2 separate regions of the Macaca mulatta genome follow, and region 2 is linked to region 1. Evidence: chromatin contacts called from public Hi-C data. All regions are on one chromosome and are shown on one strand. Each heading gives the region's core, a stretch centred on a gene start, on an enhancer-like site or on the middle of the called end of the contact. The rest is flanking DNA. Distances are from core to core; before and after follow the strand shown.

Region 1 (6,424 bases), core at 287-2,786:
CAGACACCCTACCTCTACCTGTCGGCCTGTTTTGGGCCGAGTGGCTCCACACCCCAAGTAAGGCTAAACTAATACTAGACACAACTAACACAGACGCTTTCTTCTTCGGTAGGAGGGAAAACGGAGGGGAGGCCAGATAACCCTAGATATCCAGTGGAACTCCCAGGTTGCCGGTCTTGGACCCCGTAAAGGAAGATACAGGAAGGCCCCAAATCAGGATCCACTCCCCGGAGTTGCCTATTTGAGGGGAGTAACAACGGGGATTGGGAGAGACTTTTATGTTGAATTTCTAAACTCCCAGCTGGATCACGACTAGAACAAGGATAGCACCTTCCTGAAGAGCAAAGTTTAGACCTCGTGTACCAACTGAATGATTCTTGAATCCTTTTCTCCCTTGCACAGGAGCTAAGTAGGATGTCTTTGCAGCAGGAAATAAAGGGGAGAGGGTACAGAAATCCGGGTCTGGGGAATGGAGAGACTGGGCCTCGAGTGCCACATCCATGGAGCCAGGAGGGGGAAATCAATGAGCATCATCTGACTTTGCAAAGGCTTTGATCCTTGTCTCCTTCCCCACTTCTGAGACTTTCCCATTCTTTCCTGGAGGCATGGCAGGTTATACATGGATCCATTCACCTTTGCAGGAGTTTTTGGCCACTGAACATAGTTAAAGACTCTTTATTCCAATGGCTTGAAAATAGATGAAAATATTAAACAGAAGTGGAGCTATTTGGCTCTTCTTGCAAACCAGCAACGAGGATTTGGGCTTCTTTAAGTTATATTTCTTTAAGACAGTAATTTTTAAAAATCATGTTAAGGACTTTGGGCTGCAGGAACTCTCTCTGCCATTCACCGACTTAATGGACATTGTGCATTCTTGGGCATTCCTATCCAGCCCGCGTCCGGGACACACTCATCTCCTGCAAAGGAAGTTGCCTCTTTCCCCAAAGAGCAAATTTTCAAAACATGTAAGTTACAACTTGCTTGCGAACACGCCTCTTAAAAAAAATGCTGTTTCCCTTCTTTCTTGCCTCCATTCTACATCCCCCCCCACACACACTCCCTGCACCTTGACTCCCTATTTCAGTATCAGTACTTAATTCTACACTGGCCTTTGGTGCAGCCCACGGGGGCGGGGTAGTGGGGAGCAAGGAAAGATGGTCGCCCACCTCATTCCCAAAACATGTGCACTTTTGAGGCTTCTGATTGGAACACATTGTCCCCAGACATCACAGAGCCTTGTGCTGGGGCTTCTGCGATGTCTTTGGAATTTACTAAAAACAGATTGACTGAGACCCCTCCCCACTCCACAACAAGCAAAAACACACACAAGGGCGCGGGCGCACACACACACAAACACACACACCCCCTCCGTACCCCCCACTCCCTTTTTAAGCAATGCTTTGTTGTGCTAAAACTAGTTGGACGAGTTAGGGTGTTACTGCTGCTCCCGAGGCCCTGGCCAATAGAACCAGATCCACCCCGCTGTGCGTAAGCGCGCAATTAAGGATTTAACCAAGGCAGTGCTGCGCCTCAGCCAGCAGTCAGCCGGCCGGAGACAGAGACTCCAAGACTCCCAGCCTCCTCCTCGCCGCGGCCGCCGCCTCCTCCTTCTCTCCTCCTCCTCTTCCTCCTCCTCCCTCGCTCCCACAGCCATGTCTGCTTAGACCAGAGCAGCCCCACAGCCAACTCGGGCAGCCGCCGCCGCCACAACAGCAAGCACAGCCGCTGCCGCCGCCCGTGAGCGATGACAGGAGTGTTTGACAGAAGGGTCCCCAGCATCCGATCCGGCGACTTCCAAGCTCCGTTCCAGACGTCCGCAGCTATGCACCATCCTTCTCAGGAATCGCCAACTTTGCCCGAGTCGTCAGCTACCGATTCTGACTACTACAGTCCTACGGGGGGAGCCCCGCACGGCTACTGCTCTCCTACCTCGGCTTCCTATGGCAAAGCGCTCAACCCCTACCAGTATCAGTATCACGGCGTGAACGGCTCCGCCGGGAGCTACCCAGCCAAAGCTTATGCCGACTATAGCTACGCCAGCTCCTACCACCAGTACGGCGGCGCCTACAACCGCATCCCAAGCGCCACCAACCAGCCAGGTACATGGACAGGGGACAGGCTGGGCAGATACAGGGGGACTAGGACGCTGGGGGCGCGAGATGGGGTGGTAGATTGGGGGTCACAGCGGTTCACTGCAGTGGGGGCGCACCCGGCAGAAGGGAGTAGGACTCAGACCCTCCGACAAAGAGAGTTTCTCCGGCCAGCATTTTAGGGATTCTTAGCAGGAGAGCCCTGTGGAGGTTCGAACTAGCGTCTCTCCCCTCCGGCCCTTCATTCGCTGAATTCCCAGCTTGCCCGGCCAGGAAGCCGGCTAGGCTGGAAAGGGGATAGGGGTGGAGAGAAGAAAGAATCAAGCAGCCCCTGGCGTTTGCGTAATAAAGAGGAGGTTAGTTGTTGGGAATTTTGGTAAGCGTGCTGGGTTGGTGCGAGTGGGAGTAGAAGGCTGCCTCAAAGACTCAGTCAGGATTAGTTTGAGAGCCGCCACAAGCTAGCACGGTGCGGGTGCCCTGAGCACGCTGGGTGGGGGTGGGGGGTTAAGGAGTTGTAGCCAGCCAGAGAAGAGCGCGCCGAGAGCTTTGCGGTTTATCCAGGCATTTCCAAAAACAAAAAGCCATTTAAAGGTGGAGGAAGGTTGCTGAGGGGTCACGTTGTAGGACATTTTTTTTTCTCTCTCCATAGGCACCCAAAATGTGTCTTTCCCTCCTCCTTTTTCGTCCACTTTGAAACTTAGAAAGTTTAAGAGGGTTAGTGAGCTTGGGCGGTAAGAGAGAGGCATGAGGCTCGGCGGATAGGTTTTACTGGTAAGGTTTGATCTCTTCCCACCAGCACAGTAATAATCCTGCTAATATTAGCATCCCCTAGTCTGGCAGAATTGAAACCACAGCCCTCATTCTCCACACTTCTCCCTGGAACTTGACACACACACACACGCACACACACCCTGGAGAGGTTCTCCGCCAGTTCCAGAGGGGTGGTACTTTTGAGGAAGGGGAGTTGTAGCCCCAGGGCACGTTTGTACAACACGAGTTTGGCAATCCCTCCCTCTCCCGCCCAAACCCATACTCATGACAGTGAGAATCTCGTCCTGACCTGCCGCCCCTTTCCTACAAAAACACCCCACCGGTTCCTTCTCAATGTGTGACTCTTGCTGAACTTTAAAAGAGAGCCCCGGGTTGAGGCGTCTTCGTTTCTTTCACTCTTTCTGTATTTCGTGCATAAGTGGAAGTTTTGTGTGTGTGTGTGTGTGTGTTTTTACCAAGAACATATTAAGTCTATTTGTAAAAGAAACCAGACACATCTGTGCCCTCGCAGATCTGCAGTGAGATTATGGGGGCTGCATAATCGGCCCTCTGTCTGCTGCGGCCCCGACCGCTTGCTGCTGAAGTGAAGGAGCATAGTTTGCTTGTGGGTATTTGAACTTTGGAGACCTCAGTTAGCGTCTTCCCTGCCCAAGCGTCTGGCTTCTGCGGGCGCCCGAACAGACGCCGACAGAAGCGGGGTCACGGCCCAGGGCTGCCTCCTTGAAGCCCCGGGAGGGGCTGGTGTTTTTGTCTCGGAAACGCGGGGGAGCATAGGGTGGGCGTAAAAACAAGTCCGGGAGAAGGAGGAACCACCGCAAGAGCTGAATCCCAGATGCCAAGGAGAAAGCTGTGTTGTAGGAAACGCTGTACACAAACTATCTGAATGAACAGAGTAGGAATTAATCAGAGGCTACCGCGCTTTTCCATATTTGGGGGAGGAGCATATTTATCGCGGTCTTGAAAAGCAAAGGTGATGGTGATACGAGCAAAGAGTGAAGACTGCGTGGTAAGAAACTCTAGGACTCTATTTGAGGCCCTTCCGCAAAAAGGGCATTGTTTGGTGACAAGCTTTAACTGAGTCTGTTTTGATTATTTAGAGAAAGAAGTGGCCGAGCCCGAGGTGAGAATGGTGAATGGCAAACCAAAGAAAGTTCGTAAACCCAGGACTATTTATTCCAGCTTTCAGCTGGCCGCGTTACAGAGAAGGTTTCAGAAGACTCAGTACCTCGCCTTGCCAGAACGCGCCGAGCTGGCCGCCTCGCTGGGATTGACACAAACACAGGTAAATACGCCGCTGCCATGCACTAGACCTGCCTGAGCTGCAGGTCTGCTTGGGTCGCACGGTTCAGTCTCGATGGGACTGGAGCGGTTTCAAAAGTACCCGTGAGAAACTAACAGACACAAAGACACCAGCCCCTATGCTTTTCCCTCCGCGAGCCAGGCCTTGAGACGGTGGGGATGGGATTCATCAGCGGTCTGGAGATACCTCCCACTTAACCGCGGCCGCCGCCCCCACCCCGCATCGGGCCTCCGGAGCTCGGGGGTCAATTTCTGGGGTTGAAAGCAAGCGGAGGGTTATTTTTAGAGCGGCTTTGCAACCTTGAGAAGCTATCTGGTTTTCTTAACAATGTAATGCCTCCTCGGGGTGAGCAGGGCTTGGTGTCCTCGCAGTGGTCTCAGGCTAAGAAAAGGCTGAGAACGTCGCCTGGAGCGGAGAAACTGAAGGACCGTGCCCTGAGCCTATGGGAGCTTCAGGCCACGGCCGCCTGAGGGTCGCGAGGTGGGGGGCGCTATTGTACGGGGGGAAGTCTTCCTGGATTGTCCCATTCCCTTTACTCCTCCAACCCAGCTGGGGCCTACGGAAGCATAAAGAACGTTCGAGTCGCCACCAAGAACTGCAGTCAGATTCTGGCCTCTCTGAGCTGCAGAGGGAGTGAAGGGAGTAGGACGGGAGGTTGGGAGCTCGCTCCTTTTCCTCACCACAGGCGCGCGTACCCCGCCCCACGCCCCTTCCCCGCCGGGCTCCCGCGATTGTTTTGGAGACCTTCGCCGCGTTCCGCGCGTCTTGCGCAGGCTTACACGAGTCACGCCGCCGCCGCGGACACTCGGGCGCACAGCCGCCGCGCTCGCGCCACCCACCCCCCCAGCCCAAACAAAAGACAAGCCTTGGGGTCGTGGTCTCACTGGGCCGGGGCGCACCGAGCCGGCCAGGGCGCCCTCTGTGGCCAGAGCTCCATGGTTTGCCTCAGGCATAGCTTCTTGGCCATAGGCCGCAAGCGGCGGGGAGACGCCAGGCAGGGCTGGGCCGCCCAGGGGCCCGAAGATGCCTCCAGTCGTCGCCCCGGGGAAGGCGCGGGCGACCTCTGAGTGTCCCGGTAACGTGTGCCTTTGTTCCCCAACTCAGGTGAAAATCTGGTTTCAGAACAAAAGATCCAAGATCAAGAAGATCATGAAAAACGGGGAGATGCCCCCGGAGCACAGTCCCAGCTCCAGCGACCCAATGGCGTGTAACTCGCCGCAGTCTCCAGCGGTGTGGGAGCCCCAGGGCTCGTCCCGCTCGCTCAGCCACCACCCTCATGCCCACCCTCCGACCTCCAACCAGTCCCCAGCGTCCAGCTACCTGGAGAACTCTGCATCCTGGTACACAAGTGCAGCCAGCTCAATCAGTTCCCACCTGCCGCCACCTGGCTCCATACAGCACCCGCTGGCGCTGGCCTCCGGGACACTCTATTAGATGGGCTGCTCTCTCTTACTCTCTTTTTTGGGACTACTGTGTTTTGCTCTTCTAGAAAATCATAAAGAAAGGAATTCATATGGGGAAGTTCAGAAAACTGAAACAAAAAGATTCATGTGTAAAGCTTTTTTTTTTTTTTTTGCATGTAAGTTATTGCGTTTCAAAGGACCCCCCCCCTTTTTTTACAGAGGACTTTTTTTTGCGCAACTGTGGACACTTTCAATGGTGCCTTGAAATCTATGACCTCAACTTTTCAAAAGACTTTTTTCAATGTCATTTTAGCCATGTAAATAAGTGTAGATAGAGGAATTAAACTGTATATTCTGGATAAATAAAATTATTTCGACCATGAAAAGCGGATTGTTTCTGAAAAATACTTGATTCTACCCCTCTGATAACTGGCTAGTGAAGTTTTATTGAAGGCAACTAAAGAAGGACAAGCTCTGCAGAGATCCAACAAGGCAAAAAAGAAAAGTCGGGGCTGCATGCATGCAGACTGTATATGTGTATATGTTCAATGCTATACTTTGTGTGTATGTGTGTGTGTGTTTTTGCTTAGCCACACACACACAAAAAACCTTTAGATAAAATTAACTCCAAATTGTTTCAGGTAGAAGGTTATGCTGAAATAAAAATACATCCCTCTCACCCTGTATGTGAGTTAGAAGGCAACAGAAATCCCTCAATAACCCCTCTGAATTCTAAGCTCAAAGCAATTACGTTGGAGAAGCGCCCCCACCCATCATCAGCCTCTGAGTAGTGCCAGAGCAATTAGACAAATTACCCTTCAAAGGGAGTTTCCAGAGATGAGAAAACGAAAAGAAAAATC
Region 2 (6,146 bases), core at 893-3,392, 950 kb after region 1:
TTGGTCCAAAAATGTAATAATATGAACAACAACAACAAAACATACTGCTGTACTATAATTCAAATTTTTAAAACAAATCTAGTTTTTAATCTGACAAATATTTGAAAAATCTTGTTCAACTTGCCAGAAGGCAAAAATGATTTGAAGGTTTTAAAAAGTGTTCGGTTAATTACTGGATTTGAGCTGGACTCAATGTAACTCTACTATTATTGTGAAAGCAGAATTATGTTTACCACAAAACTAAACAGTTTGCATGACCAATAATGATTTTTAAAAAATGTTTAGCTATAAAACTCTTAGGTGGTTGTCTCTTGATATCTAGAGAGAGAAGGGAAAAAAATTACGTTTATCAATGTTGAGACATTACTTTCATTTTACCTAAAAAAAAAAATTTTAAAGAAAAATAGTTACATAGGAATTATTAAGGAGTTTCTAGAACACTCACTCCCTTCATATGCATTGTAGTTGGGTATCACCTAAACATTATCTCAACTAAGCTGGATTTCTAAGACAGCGGTCTTCTAAGTCAATCAGGAAAATGTTGTGTTTTTTTTTTTTTTTTGGTTGCTTTAAATGAATGAATTTCTCCTAGCAAATAGAAGCAATATGATTTTAATAAACAGTGATGAAGACTCTGGGAAACCCTTACAATATAAGGTAATAACATCTTTCTAATAAAAACAATAATGTTATAAACATTTCAATATCCAAATGATGGGGCATTTCACGTACTCATGCCTTTTGGTTATTTTCAAAGATGCTTCATTACATAACTCTTTCTTGTTACAGAGTTCTTGTAGCTAAAAGGAAAAACAGACTCAAATTGAAAGAGTTTTAAAAGATAACTACTTGGCAGCGATTATAGGTGTATATACCCTTGAAGATACAATGAGTCAATAATAACACCTGAAGAATATTTCCCTGCCCCCTCCCACACATATGCAAAAAAAAAAAAAAAAAAAAAATAGGAGGGAAGTATGCTCCTCCTCAGATCCTCCAGCTGTGGGCTTCCTAATTAAAAAGGCTGAGCTGTTTCCTGCTCAAAACACTTCAAAAGACCTTTCTGTTGTTCTCCACTTGACATATAGTTTGCAGCACTTGTTCCTCTTACCTGTCCATTCTTATTTATAGAGAGCTTTCTTGAGTCAGAAACCAAGAAGTGATGCAGGGACCATTTTATTTTATAAAGTTGAAGGACAATAATATTTATGTTAAAAAAAAAAAAAAACCCAAAACATCCAAGTAGCTGAATTAGCAACTCAATATTTTTGCAAGACTGGCAAAAAGGAACAATGCATGTGGCATAGTTTTTAAAACATACAATTTTATAGCATAATTTAAAAACAGCATTATTGGCTGCTTTTTAAAATAAATGGGTACTTTCACTTACTGTAAATGTGACATGTTAAACTCTCTTTTAAAAAAAATACTGAGTTTGATATTCATGTTCAAAGTTAGAGGCTGTTGTAAAAGTCTGCCTCTGAGTTTGATATCTTAGACAAGGAATATTTACCTTGGTACAAATCAAATGGATGAAAGATCTAAACAAAAAATAGTCAACAGAATCGTCTTTTATGGATTCAAAATAGAAATGGTGCAAGTAGCAAACACTGACAAATAGCCCCTTTTAAAAGCCTAATCTAAAAATCAACGTCCACAAAAGCTTCTTTTCCAAGTGTTTGCCAGTAAAGTTATTTCAACACGGCTCTGACAAATGCCTGTGTGTCCTGTCCCATAGGGAAAAGGTGTGAACGCATAACGTTTTGCTCTTTGCAAAAAGGGTGGTTAATTGTCCAGGAGCAGCCACCGTTTAGGGATGAAGGGAGATTAAGTGATTTTTGTCCAATGCGTCTGCCAATTCCCTTCAGGGTAGTCAAGAATGGGGGGCCGGCAGCCCTGCTGCAATTGGAAGGTCTGTCCAAAAAAGGCCGTTGTAGAGAAAGAGGGAGAGACTGCGAGTGGCCGACTGCGCCCCCCTCCCAGCCCTCCGGCCCGGGCGCCTTAGCCGCCGCTCACCTCGGTGTCATTGTTGAGGTTCCAGAGGTCCAAGCGCCCCATCCCGTCCACGCAGGCAAAGAGCGCGGGATGCACGGGGGACCACATGACATCGTACACATAGTCTGCATTGTCTTCAAAGGAGTAGAGCGGCTTGTTGTGCTGTAAAGCAGAGAGACCGTGAAGACTTTGTGGCGCTGCTGCTGCCTCGGGCTGTCTAGAGAGCCTAATTAAAAACTTTGCACATTCACAAAGTGTCATAAAACTTCCCGAGATGAAAGTCCTCGAGAAGGTGAACCGGAGCTTTAATGTGACTAGAACTGTCCAGTGGCATAAATAAATACCGGGGGGAGAGGGGGCCTTTGAAGGGGCTGGGGGCTGGGACCGGGGGTGGGGAGGCGGTTTCAGACACAGTCGTATGAGGCATTCCAGACAGGTGGACGGGACTGCCCATTAGTTCGGAATTCTCTCCCGGCAACGCTTTGCGAGATGCTCTGAGCCTAAACCCAACCGTGGTCGGCCCGGCTTGGACCCGCTGGGATGTTCTGAAGCCCCGGCGGTCCCGACCGCCCCGAACCCTTTCATTGAAGGCAACCCCTGCCACCTCGTGGTCCTCATCTGTAGCTGCAACAGCTGCTGCTACCTCCAGTCCAACTCCAGGCCAAATTCACATTTTAAGGGTTCTTTTGCAGCGAGGAAGGCATACAAATATTTTAAAGAGGATTAGTGCTTTTCCAGGAGGTAATCATTTCGTGATCCTACGCCTTTAGTCTCTCTGCATAGGGTCAGCTCACCCCAATCAGTTGAACTGGTGTGTCTCATTGAAGTGCCCCTGAACCTCTGTACAAAATGAACCATATTCCTAGATCACCCAGTGTTTTCAAAATCCCGAAAATTGACTTTTGGGTGTTGGGGGTGTGTGAGTGGAAATGCGTTAACAAACCCCTAGTGCATACAAATGCTTCCACTCCAGAGGGATACAATAAATTAAAATGGCACTCTTGATTTCCAGTGAATATTGTCACATCAAAATAGCACAGAAGTCAGAGGCAAGTTTGAAAGTACACCAGAAATAAAACGTAATTGGACTTCATGAATTATTCATTCCATCTGGCTTGTCTTATTCTAATTTCTGCATAATGGCTTTACTAATCCCTGATCAATTAATGTAAAATGAAATTTAAATGATAATGAAAGCCCTAGAGATAAAAGAAATTAAGTATTCTTATATCCTCTGACAGAAATCTAAACAATGGGAGTTTTTTTCCCCAATGTCTTCTTCATCCAGTCAGCTGTCTGTACTCTCTTCATGGGTTCCACTGAATGCCTGTACAGGCCAGAGTAATAAGATCAAGAAAAGATAACATACAATATGAACAATCAAATCCTTTCTGCACAGTAGGTTTAAAGAATGTATCTGTAGGGAATCGGCTCCAAATATTAGAGTGATCTCTCCAAGTGAACTGTTAGTTAATATAAAATGCACAAAATACATCTGCTGAAATGAAAGTGAGAAAAAGCAGTGTGAAAACAATAAAACTTCTGTAATCTAAATATCACACAAAAATTTAATGTAGTAACTGTGAGTCCTTTTTCCATGAATTGTATTTCTTTGACATTTAAAAATCACCGCTTAGAACTGAACAAACTTTTAATACATTAAAGCAACACAGAGTGTTTTAGATAGCCCACTATGTGGATACAGTGAGATGTGTCTTATTTTTAATTCAAAAAGTATCTCATGGAGGGTGTGATTTGAAAAGAATTATATGACATTGAGATAACAAAATGGTCAACTGGATATTAGCTTTATAGTTTTTAAAATTTTATGATTCTATAATACTTTTATGCCAAAGTATGTATTATATACCATATTTGCAGTGTGATTTGAAGCCAAAATTATTTGCTTATTGGCTATTTCTGTAGCATCTTTCTTTCTCTCACTGTTTGGACTAGATGATTCAAACTACTTTCTCCAAAAAACCTAACTGTCCAATGACACCTGAAAATAGCATAATTGCATCATTTTTCCTTATTAATATTTTTTAAAAGGCAATGTGGAGTGGCTGCACCTTTACTGACTACTTATAAATATTAAATTGTAACTCTCAGCAGAAGATTATTCCCACTGCAAATTCTTGATTTTATAGCTAGCTATCCCACTATTTGTTAAAGAATATGAATAACAAATTTTTCTTAAAATCAAAGGGTATTAAAGATTTATATATGCTTTAAAAAGTCAATTATCAGGATCCTCATCAACTCGGCTGATAGTATATCTGAGGGTATAGAGGTCTTCATATAGATAGACACATACAGACCTATAATAAACATGTAACACAATTGCAAATCCTTATTTTGATCAATTAAAAGACCACCCAGCTTTAAACAGTCATTTTCTAAGGAACTGATATTATTTCATACATTCATTCTTTAATTATCCTGGAAATCTTTAGTGTCTTGTTTATTTCCTTTTTTGTTTTAGTAGTTTCTTCTCTGAGAAATGGAACCAAAACCGTAGTATATTCTGGAGACTTCACATTTTAAGTACCTGGAAATAATTGCTATTGTTCATGTTACCAAAACCCAGTTTCTTATATTTAATAGTATTGATTGAAATGCTATTGCTCTCTAGCCTTTCTCCAACCTCCTTATCCCCCTTCACCCTAAGACTGAACCTTTTATTATAAAAGTCACTGTGCAAGCAATTCTAGGCTACAGTACGTGTGTGTTTGGGAGAAAGGAGGAAGGCTTATATTTTCAAAGTGTTTAACATTGATAAATTTGCAGGTTGGGAAAGTCTTGATCAGGATTGATTGAACTTGTTATCAAAGTACCACATAGGCTGACATCTATGGCCCACTAATTGCCAAGTAAAGCACAGGCATAACCTATGGGCATAGGCAAATGTCACTTGCAATAGTGCTCTTTGAATATTAGTTGTATTTTTTGATAAAGGGATTTTATTTTTTTATTTTTATTTTTATTTTTTTTTGGAGACGGAGTCTCGCTCTGTCGCCCAGGCTGGAGGGCAGTGGCCGGATCTCAGCTCACTGCAAGCTCCGCCTCCCGGGTCTACGCCATTCTCCTGCCTCAGCCTCCCGAGTAGCTGGGACTACAGGCGCCCGCCACCTCGCCCGGCTAGTTTTTTGTATTTTTTAGTAGAGACGGGGTTTCACTGTGTTAGCCAGGATGGTCTCGATCTCCTGACCTCGTGATCCGCCCGTCTCGGCCTCCCAAAGTGCTGGGATTACAGGCTTGAGCCACCGCGCCCGGCCGATAAAGGGATTTTATTATTTTATTTTATTCAGGCTCAAAGGGTAATCTGAAGACCTGATTTAAAAAAACATCTGTCTCAAATACTTCATATAAAAGATTTTAAGGTAAACTCATGTATATCATGAAGTATTAGAATTGGTAAACTCATGTATTAGCATAAACTCATATATATTTTAAAGTATTACAACTTTCATAAAAAAGTTAAAAGCATGAGGTTCTAAAGATTCTAAAGATTTTGAATTTATGAGACATAAATTTCTGGATCCACAAACATGTTATAGCTTGCTTGTGCATTACCACTTATTTTAGAATACTACAAGTTTTGAAAAGGTTGGAGATGATGGGGGCAAATTTGACCAATACTTTTGAGAATGAATCTTATAATACTATTTGTACATATGAAAGCTACAGAAGCTTCATGATTTTAAAGATTTACTCTACAAAATTCTCAAGGCCATTTAGCAAATGAAATATTGTTCCACAGCAAGTTACTGTAAAAAACGTTTTTCAAAACAATCAAATTTCACTAGAAAAAAAACCCCTTCACCTGTGTTTCCTTTTCTATGCCATGTTCAGTATCAGCAAACTGTTAAAGGGGAAAAGGAAAACTACACTGTTACACGGCCTACTGGACGTGTGGTACATGCCAATGAAATAAAGCTGTGGCACCTTGTGCTTCCAGGGCTGTTACAATAATGGTAAAGTATCCAGGCACAACCCAGCTTGATTTTAATACTCTGACTCAAACAGAGCAGAGAAGCAAGCTACTGGTCACCTCCCAGGCAGACATGAAGGGCAAGGGAGGGTAAATTGTTGGGTGTTTGTTGTGTGCCTGACTCTATATGTACATTGTCTAATTTAATCCGCATAAA

Evidence for each region. A called contact is a pair of places that touch in the nucleus more often than the background predicts.
Region 2: a contact with region 1 is called in a Hi-C map of fetal cortex germinal zone, with 6 times the contacts expected there. The contact joins the enhancer-like site here to the promoter of DLX5 in region 1. A contact is called at or near these places in 4 of 14 Hi-C or Micro-C datasets (cortical neurons, fetal cortex germinal zone, fetal cortical plate and 1 more).

The regions. Positions count from the first base shown.
Region 1 is chr3:122,349,308-122,355,731 of T2T-MMU8v2.0, forward strand. It overlaps DLX5 (distal-less homeobox 5), which reads left to right and starts at 1,537. Exons shown (of 3, transcript XM_001090332.5): 1 at 1,537-2,099; 2 at 3,959-4,143; 3 at 5,266-5,950. The coding sequence starts at 1,745. The coding sequence ends at 5,595.
Region 2 is chr3:123,303,254-123,309,399 of T2T-MMU8v2.0, forward strand. It overlaps DYNC1I1 (dynein cytoplasmic 1 intermediate chain 1), which reads right to left. Exons shown (of 17, transcript NM_001261582.1): 15 at 2,017-2,157. Among named protein-coding and RNA genes, the nearest start is that of SLC25A13, 250 kb to the left of the region's middle. Within about 2 kb of position 2,143, at least 12 of the 40 cell types and tissues checked have an H3K27ac peak or open chromatin away from gene starts, as enhancers often do. A contact at or near this core is called in fetal cortex germinal zone and fetal cortical plate, where this site is marked.